Regions from separate parts of the Danio rerio genome. Here region 2 is linked to region 1. A link is a contact called in public Hi-C data. All regions are on one chromosome and are shown on one strand. The core of a region is the stretch at or near the end of the contact, and the rest is flanking DNA. Distances in the headings are between cores, read along the strand shown.

Evidence for each region. Hi-C and Micro-C count contacts between places; a contact is called where the count stands out from the background.
Region 2: a contact with region 1 is called in a Hi-C map of an unstated tissue, with 2.3 times the contacts expected there. The contact joins the enhancer-like site here to the promoter of tnksa in region 1. A contact is called at or near these places in 1 of 18 Hi-C or Micro-C datasets (an unstated tissue) and 1 of 4 datasets of contacts at active chromatin or transcription factors (gastrula embryo).

What each region holds. Positions count from the first base shown.
Region 1 is chr21:21,267,643-21,272,184 of GRCz12tu, forward strand. It overlaps tnksa (tankyrase, TRF1-interacting ankyrin-related ADP-ribose polymerase a), which reads left to right and starts at 2,412. Exons shown (of 26, transcript XR_012396729.1): 1 at 2,412-2,884.
Region 2 is chr21:21,402,411-21,406,952 of GRCz12tu, forward strand. All of the region lies in intron 14 of tnksa (tankyrase, TRF1-interacting ankyrin-related ADP-ribose polymerase a), which reads left to right. Among named protein-coding and RNA genes, the nearest start is that of dusp4, 49 kb to the right of the region's middle. Within about 2 kb of position 2,036, at least 11 of the 62 cell types and tissues checked have an H3K27ac peak or open chromatin away from gene starts, as enhancers often do.

The DNA.
Region 1 (4,542 bases), core at 1,162-3,661:
ATGAATCTGCTGTTTTGTTATGTCAATATTGGATCAGTGATGGTTGAGTTACCCAATAAGGGTCAAGGAAATGAGTAACTATGATTTTTTCTTTTTTTTTTTTTTTAAAAAAGCAGATGCTTATAGACACAAGACAGACTTTGAACCATGTCTTTGGATTTGATTTTGTAGACCAAAATAGGTTGATCCTCTAAAAAAAACAAAAAATGCACATAAATATAGGCCTACAAGAATTAACAAGTATGACCATGGGCCTACAAGTTAGGTCAAGTTGGCGAATAGGACAATAATTTAATATCTAATGTTAGTAGAAAGTTACCACTCAACAATCTTTATTTGACTGCTCGTGTTTGTTTTTAATTGTTGCGCTGCCAAAAGTTAATAAAGTTTCTATTGTCTTTCAAAAATCATTTTCCTTAACAAAATATGAAACACTTTACTGATTAAAGCTTTTTGCTTATTTTAGCTCCTCTGTCCGGTCTGACCATTGATCTAAATGCATAGTCATCTCAGCAACAGCTGTTGGTCTGCTATGCATATTATGTAAGCTTAGCTACATGCACTATAGAAACAGTTACACATAGTCCAGAAGATCAGAAAACAGTATATGGGTCAGTCAACTGGTGGTTAAAAGCTCTTGAAATCTATTTCAACCTTTTATTTTCACAATAGGTTCATTATGGAAAAGTAGTTTAGATAACTAAATAAGTAAACTCTCTAGACTAAGGAAAAAATTCTCTGATAAAAACTCTCATTTGGATCCTTAATTTTCATGAGATATTTTTCTTATTCGGAAGAAATTAACCATTGTCAGTGCTGGGAATTCTTAGGACTTTGGTAAATCTCTTTGTTTGATTTAATGATAATATAAAAATATGATAATATTAATTATCCAGATTTCCAATAAAAAAAATAAATAAATACATACAAAACAATGCCAAAGGTACACAAAATATATGAAAAGCACAATAAAATTATATGAAAGTACAAAAACTCAATAGGATAAACAAAATAAAATAACAAATAAATAAAAAATGACAAATATTGCTAGGCTTGCTAATTTACAATAACTTAAGCTTTTTGTTTGTACTCTCCTTAATGGTATTTTATAGAAATATTTAGTTTTTTAAGTACCACTAAAACAAGAGGTTTCTGATTGCTAAATTTACATCGATGGATGTGAAACGTGGTATAATCAAAAGAGTAATAACATAAGCTTCATTTTCCAACTTCTTTTCATAGTTAAAAAAAAAATAACATATTCATACAGTAAAAGAAAATTTGACAGCACTTTATCATTTATAAATTTAGATATAATTTACTGACCAGTTCTTTTAGTACTAGTAGATGCATGTTCTTATTGTTATTCTTTTTGCTAAATGAAAAACAAAATGAAGCAAATAAAAAACACCAAGCTGGTCAAAAATTCTACTAGAAACTATGTTCCACATTGAAGACAGATTTTTCAGGTACTTTAGCCAGTTAATCTTCAAAGTATTTTTTTAAATAGAAAAACCTAAATATTCAAGACCTCCATTCCTATATGAGTTGACTATCACAGATTTCTTTTTAATGCACACGGTTTTCCAAAGAAAGTTTAACATTGTTTGATCAATTATCTTATTAATTTTAGAATCTGAATGAATTGTGGACGCAACATAATTAAGTCTATAGATACTCTCTGCTTTAGCCAACAAAGCAGATGTTAAACCTGTTTTGGACTTTTTTGATAATCGGATTGAAATTTTGTGAGATTTAGTGAGAATTTTTTTTTTTTAAATCGCTATTCCTAAATAGCTCGGGATATCCTTTATAAGAATATTACAGACGGATTTATCATAACAACTCTTTAAGGCAAACAATTCACACTTAGGGGCGACGTGGTGGCGCAGTATAGTGCTGTTGCCTCACAGCAAGGTTGCTGGTTTGAGCCTCTGCTGGGTCAGTTGGCGTTTCTGTGTGGAGTTTGTATGTTGTCCCTGGTTTCCCCCACAGTCCTAAGACATGATAGTGTATGAGTGTGAAAGAGTGTGTTTGCACGTTTCCCATTGATGAGTTGCAGCTACGTAAAAACATATGCTTGATAAGTTGGCGGTACATTCTGCTGTGGCGACCCCAGATTAATAAAGGGCCCGAGGCACTTAAAGAATTCTGTAATTTCGATGGCTGACTGGATTTGAGAAGCATTTTTTTAAGAAAGACTCAAGAGCGCAGTGTCATCTGCTACTTGACTTATCAGTACCCTTCCTCTTCCAATTTAAATCTCTTATAGTTCATTTGATTTAACAATATTGTTAAACATCTGTGCAACAATAAGAAAAAGATAAACTGAATCCAGTTTTCCACTTGTCTGAAAGCGGAAGTTTTACTATGACACTTCCCGGAAGTTCTCCCCGACTATATTCACTGCCAGAGGGGGATTTGTGTGCGAAAATGGCGACGTCTCGTCGCACTGCCCAGCAGCAGCAACAACAACAACAAAACTTATCCTCTCCACAAAGACCTGACTCCAGTCCCCTCTCACCTCCAGAATCGCCCACCGACACCGGCGGTTTAGCGGCTGGCGGGGAGGCAGAAAGCATCGGGGATCCGGAGCTCAGTGCTGAAATCCCCGCTGCGCTCCTCAGCACCAGCAGCAGCAGCTCCAGCTCGAGCAGCACTAGCTCATCTACCACCGGCGGGGGCAGTAGTGCGGGCTCCACTCCCGACTCCGGTAGTGCCAGTCCTGGAGGCAGCGGCTGCGGGACGAGTGGGGCTTTCAGGGAGCTGTTTGAGGCCTGCAGGAATGGGGACGTGTCTCGGGTGAAGAGACTGGTGGATTCGGTCAATGTAAACGCGAAGGACATGGCCGGGCGCAAGTCCACCCCGCTTCACTTCGCTGCAGGTAAACACAAATACTTAACGTTACGTGTTTGCAATCAATCTCGACTTGGGAAGCGGCCAGGTAGACGCTTTAGCTTTAGGTCGCTGCATAAACAAGTCGGGGGTAAAGAAAACGGGGACAGGGGCAATAAAGTGGAGTTTGGCCAAGTTATCTAATGTTAACAGGACAATAATTTAACATCTAACGTTAACGTTGGTAGAAAGTTAACCACTCCGCGATCTGTGTTTGTCCGCTCGTGTTTGTTTTCATTTGTTGCGCTGCCGAAAGTGAATAAAGTTCAACATATAGACTTGAATGAACCGCAGCACATCGAGAGGCGATCGATACAGGTAATAAACATTATATTGAAGTTACAGTTTGTTCTCGAATGTCCAAAATGAGTTTACTTTGGATCACACAATAGTTGGATAAAGTGAAACCGCACCTTCACGTGTAACTTGGCTTTTAAACATGAGTGCAGTATTTGGTGATGAAGAAGCGTTATTATTATTGTGTAACGTTACTTTTGTGAAAATAAATATTATTTGCAAGTAATTGTCACAAATATTCCACTAACAGTTGTCTGTTATTGCAGTCACTGAACCTGTAAAATAAGTGAATTCATTAGCACTTTATAAACGGGATTAATTTGTTACCATCAGCTAACGATAGTTAACACACTGAACAATATGTTACTTATTGATATAAATTATTATTCACATGTATTAGCACATTGTTTAAAGGAAAAAAAATAACAGTTATGGGCATAAGTTATTGCACTGTAACTAACAATACAAAGCAACAAAAAAAAAATCATTCATTTTTAAAGCTCATGAAAATCTTGATCTGATTATAAATAAACATATAGTTTATACATTACTATAAATCTCAGCTAGGTAAATTATTTATATATATATATATATATATATATATATATATATATATATATATATATATATATATATACACACACAAAATATGTATTGCAAAGTTACATGTGCTAATATTATATGTATATGTGATTGTTTGTAAATTCTTAACTAATGATCATGAATGGCTGGATATCTTTTTCAAAGGATAGTTCACATCCCAAAAAAAAATTGACTCAGTTTACTCTCCCTAGTGGTTAAAACATTTATGAGTTTATTTCTTCTGTTGAACTCAAGGGATATTTTGAAGAAGTCTTTATTAATGGTTACAGAATTCCAGCTTTCTTTAATATTTTTTTTTTTAGTGTGAACCATAACTATAAGACCTGCATAAAATCTGAAATACGGCTTTGCAGATTTGAGTCCATGTGCTTTTGTTTAGAGGCTATTTAAAGACAAATGGATGAGCCATTTGATATGCCCTGCCCCAACTTCCTGTTGCAGTGGGAAATGTGTCCACGCAAAGGGGAAAAGTGCTCCTGCCATGCAGTTTAATAGTGTTGTTCAGTTACACCAAGGTTGCATCTGAAATTACACATCCTTACTATATGGGAAAAACTAAAAATAGGCGAGACTCTGAAGTGTCTCTTGAGGGCATAGATGATTTGTGAAGCAAGTGGCACTGAAGCAATGCAATTGCTACTCGTAAGGCACATGATAGTGACAATTTAGGGAATGTAGCAAGCGCAAAGTAATTTGTTAGTAAAAGTAAGTAAAGGAGCACCCTGCTTTTTTGCTTATTTTACAAAA
Region 2 (4,542 bases), core at 786-3,285, 130 kb after region 1:
CTGAATGTAAATAATCGCACAAACACACACACACACACACATAGTAATAATAATGTAATATAACATTGAAACCAGTGTTGGGGGTAGCACATTATAAGTAATGCGCATTACGTAATAATATTACTTTTCCAAAGTAACGAGTAAAGTAATGCATTACTTTTAAAAATAAGTTATATTAATTGAGTTACTTTAAAAAATAGTGTAAAACAAGTTACTTTTTACCTTGCTTAATTGGCTTTTACAAAATATATTGCAGAATAAAAATGACCTTAGTCAGGTCGAATCACACACTCAATGAGAGAGTGTGCTGAGACTGAACAGACAGTTGGTTTGCATTCATCATCAGCATCAGGTCTCTTTTTTATAGCAGATGAGTCAGTGTACTGTTCTAGTAACTGAATAGCTCAGGGTTTTGGTTTATTTCGCGTGAGAGGGGGTATCCAGTATGTTAGTACTAAAGATGCAAACCGTTTCATGACAACTCGTTCTATCGGTTCACTTAGGAGATCCGGTTAAAAACAAACAATTCATTCGCTCGTCATCATTAGACAGTCAGAAACAGAAACAATGGCAGACTGGAGACTTACATTTTTGCAATGGATTCTTGTTATTTTGAACTCATCGAAGAAAAGATTATGTGTAGATTATGTGTAAGTAAGACTATTGACAGCTGCAAGAAACATGACATCGGAAAAAAATAAATAAAATTAAATGCGAAGCACTACACCCACACCATACCTCCAGCTAAACAACAAATGATTGACATCAGTTCACGTTCTCCTGGTAAAACAATTAATTCAACTAAAAAAGTTTTTAAAAAAATTATTGTTGAAGAGATGCAGCCACTGTCTACTGTAGAAGCATTGTTTATTATAGTAAGATGTTTTCTCTTTTGGATTGCCATTTACACATTTGTTAAGGCCACATGAAGAAATTTATTCAATATCTAAAGCTCAAAGATTTATTTTGACTTGGGGATTTTTTTTATCGTCTAACTGTTCATTTTGTTATTAGTCATTTTAAAGGTTTAAAATCAGTTTTTGCCTTAATATAAATGATTTCACGTTAGTACTCTTAGGCCTTATTGCAATCTTTATCTCAATGGACAGTGAATTTACTTAACTAATTACACAAAACATTCAAAAGTAGCAAACACATTACTTTACATGCTTTCGTGAATCTGTATATACAGCATGTATAGCTCTGGGCTCAGAAAGTTTTCAAAATGGAATTATGTCCTACATTTTTTAAAGGAAAAATTAGGTGTAGGTTATATAGGTGGTTGTTAAATGCAGAGCTTCTCTATAAACAAAAAGGTGAAAAAACACCTGCTTTTTTAGTTCGGAAAGAGATCAAACCTCAGGCAGGTGAGGAAAAATAATGCAAGAGTAACTCGAATGTAATATTATAATGCATTACTTTCCATAAAAAGTAACAAAGTAACACAATTAGTTACTTTTTTGGGGAGTAACTGAAAATTGTAATGCACTACTGATTGTACCATACATTAACTGCATATACATTTGAATTTTATAATAATAATATGCACAGTTATAGCTAGATTTTTTTAAACAATTTTTTCAATGATTTTTACACACACACACACACACACACACACACACACACACACACACACACACACACACACACTCACACACTCACACACACACACTCACAAACACACACACACACACACACACACATAATGCTATCATTGTGAGCTTTCTTATACTGAAAGAATGCATTTGAATGTACATTGAAAATATTTTATAATGCTAATGTTTTTCTGTCTTTCTAATCAAACAAACAGCCTTGGTGAACAGAATTGCTTCTTTCAAATGCATTGCAAAATCCCCAATTAAATTTCACTGGAATGTGCCAATACATGTAATAAAAAAATAATAACAGTAGTCTTGAAAACAATCGTGAGTCTCTTGTACAGTCAGAAAACCTTCTCCGGTAGGCTGAGTGTGTTAAACAGATTGAGAGCAATAAAGCCTTGCTTCAGGATCATCATTTGCACAACAGCACAGCCGTGCCAGTGACTCAGAGCAGGACTCGTGCTGCGTGCAGGACAGCACAGATCAGCTGATGTCACTGAACAGATGGACAGAGCGATCTGGTCAGTCCACTTATCTTGCTGGAGCAGGCCAGCAGCAGGTGCGTGAAGGCCTTAACCATCAGGCAGAGAGACATACGCATGATTTTACTCCAGATCAGGCATTTCATGGTACCTGTGGGCTGACATGAACGTGACCCCAGTGTAGAAAACATGCTGCATGTCTGCTGTCTGTCATTAGAGGCAAACATTGATTCTGACTGACATTACAGATCTCTGGGTTGAGAATCCTGATGGTTTATTTATTTATTTATTTGTTTTGTTATTTAATTTAATTTTACTTTGATTTATTTTTCCTATTTTATTTTATTTAATGTATTATTTTTTTTCTATGTTATTTTATTCAATGTTTTATTTTATTATTATTTATTTTTTTTATTTATTTGAATGTATTTTATTCATGTGTAAACTATATTATATTTAGTTTTTCTGCATTAAATTATATTATATTATATTATATTATATTATATTATATTAATTACATTTACTGCAAAATTTAAATTATGTGAAATTATGTTTAGTATTTTAATTTATTAAAAATATAGACTTTTAATTTATTTAAAAAATTGTATAATGCACAGTAATTGTCTCATTCAAAAAAATTCACCAAGTTTTTGCTCATTAATATTTTGCTGATGCAGCCTATTCTTTCTCTCATGTTTGAAAAACTGCAGACACCTAGCAACATCCTAACACTGCATCCACAGCGCAGCGTTTTTCTTCACCGTGATCCTAATGTTCATCACTGTGTTAATGAGAATAAAACTAAATGTATAACTAAAGAAGAGCAAGTGCAGTCAGAAAGATGACACCGCTCATGAAGTGTAAGAGGAGAAACAAGACTCAAAGTGCTTGTAGATCCTGAAGAAGCAGCATTTGATGAGACAGAGAGCGTGTTCTCATTAGTGAGCTTCTCAAAGCTGGGGTTTGTGCATTATTAGAGGTCTAACGATGAGCCTGTAATGTTGAGGCCTTTAATTAGTGACGCTCCTGTAGGCAGTGCTGTATGTCTGGAGGAAGACGACTAAGCTTGAAAAAAGCAGTGTCCGGTCGGTTTGGATAAAGTTCAGCGGCGGCTTGTTGAGTGTCAAAGGTCGACATGCCAGATTGAGTGTCTTTTAGCTCAGCTGGAGCATAACAAAATGAAAAACAGACTTCCAGTTAACTTGCGCTGAGTAATAAATGGAATTGTGATCAGGAGGAGACGTGCATATTCAGTATCGCTGGCTAAAGAGCTTTTAATTAACTGAGCTGAATTGAGTTTGGAAGATTGGAATGGATGAGGTTTTCTGGTTGATGGGAGTCCAGTAGACCGATGCCGAGGCTACTGAAATCAGCTCAAGAGAAACAAGTTGAATTCTGGGAGCATTAATGAACTGGCTGAAAGTTTTAGCAGGGATAGGGATTTAATTATTGCTGTTGTTGAAGTATTTATTAATTTAATCAACTTTTGGTTTATTGAGTCAGCTTTAATTGTTTTTATGTTTCCATTCATTTCTTTTTTTTTTTTTTTTGTTTATATATAAATTTATTTCTAAGTTTGGCTGGTTGAAGATCTTTTTTAAATTGTAGTTTTGTTAAAAAGCTCAAAAGTTCAACAATAAGGATCGGCCAATGAGGGATAAGCATAAGAGATGGCAATATTAACTGGATTCGCATAAACAAAAGAAAGCAGGTGGATCCCGGATGAGAGGATGATTACGTGCATGGTTACACACAGGCTATCCTGAAGCATCGATCAGGGCTTCAGTGTCAAGGCTGATTTCAGGTTATGTGATGCGGGTGAATGTTTAAAATTTTCAAAAAGAAACAGTTCCTTGCGTGAAGCAATCATGCCTGGACAGTAGCTGGTGCAGTTAGTTCTCTTTTAAGTAGACTGAACAAAAAGCAATGCTCATGCACCCACAGCTCTGCTGCTTTCAAGAGCTCCATATTTTTTAAAGGTCTTTTTGTAAGCAGTAGGTTGCTTTCACTTTAACCTTTAAGCACTTTATCAGCATCTAGACCAGCAGCCTGTAAGTACATTTAAGATTTGTTTCAGTTGTTGTGTATGGTTTGAGGACTTGTTTCCAGCTGTTTGTGTAAAGTTGTAGGACATTTAAACTTGCTTTCAGTTGTGTATAATACTAGAAGTTGTTTAGCCACTGTTTCCTTGGTTACTATAAGAGCTTGTGTAGCGAACGCAAACGCGGTTTCGCGTCGTCCGCCTCAGTTTCGGCCCTTGTTTTGACTCGGGAGGCGTGTCCAAACGCCAGGTAACCACTATATAGCGAGCACGCTAGCATTAGTCGGCAGGAGAAGCACTTTATCAGCATCTAGACCAGCAGCCTGTAAGTACATTTAAGATTTGTTTCAGTTGTTGTGTATGGTTTGAGGACTTGTTTCCAGCTGTTTGTGTAAAGTTGTAGGACATTTAAACTTGC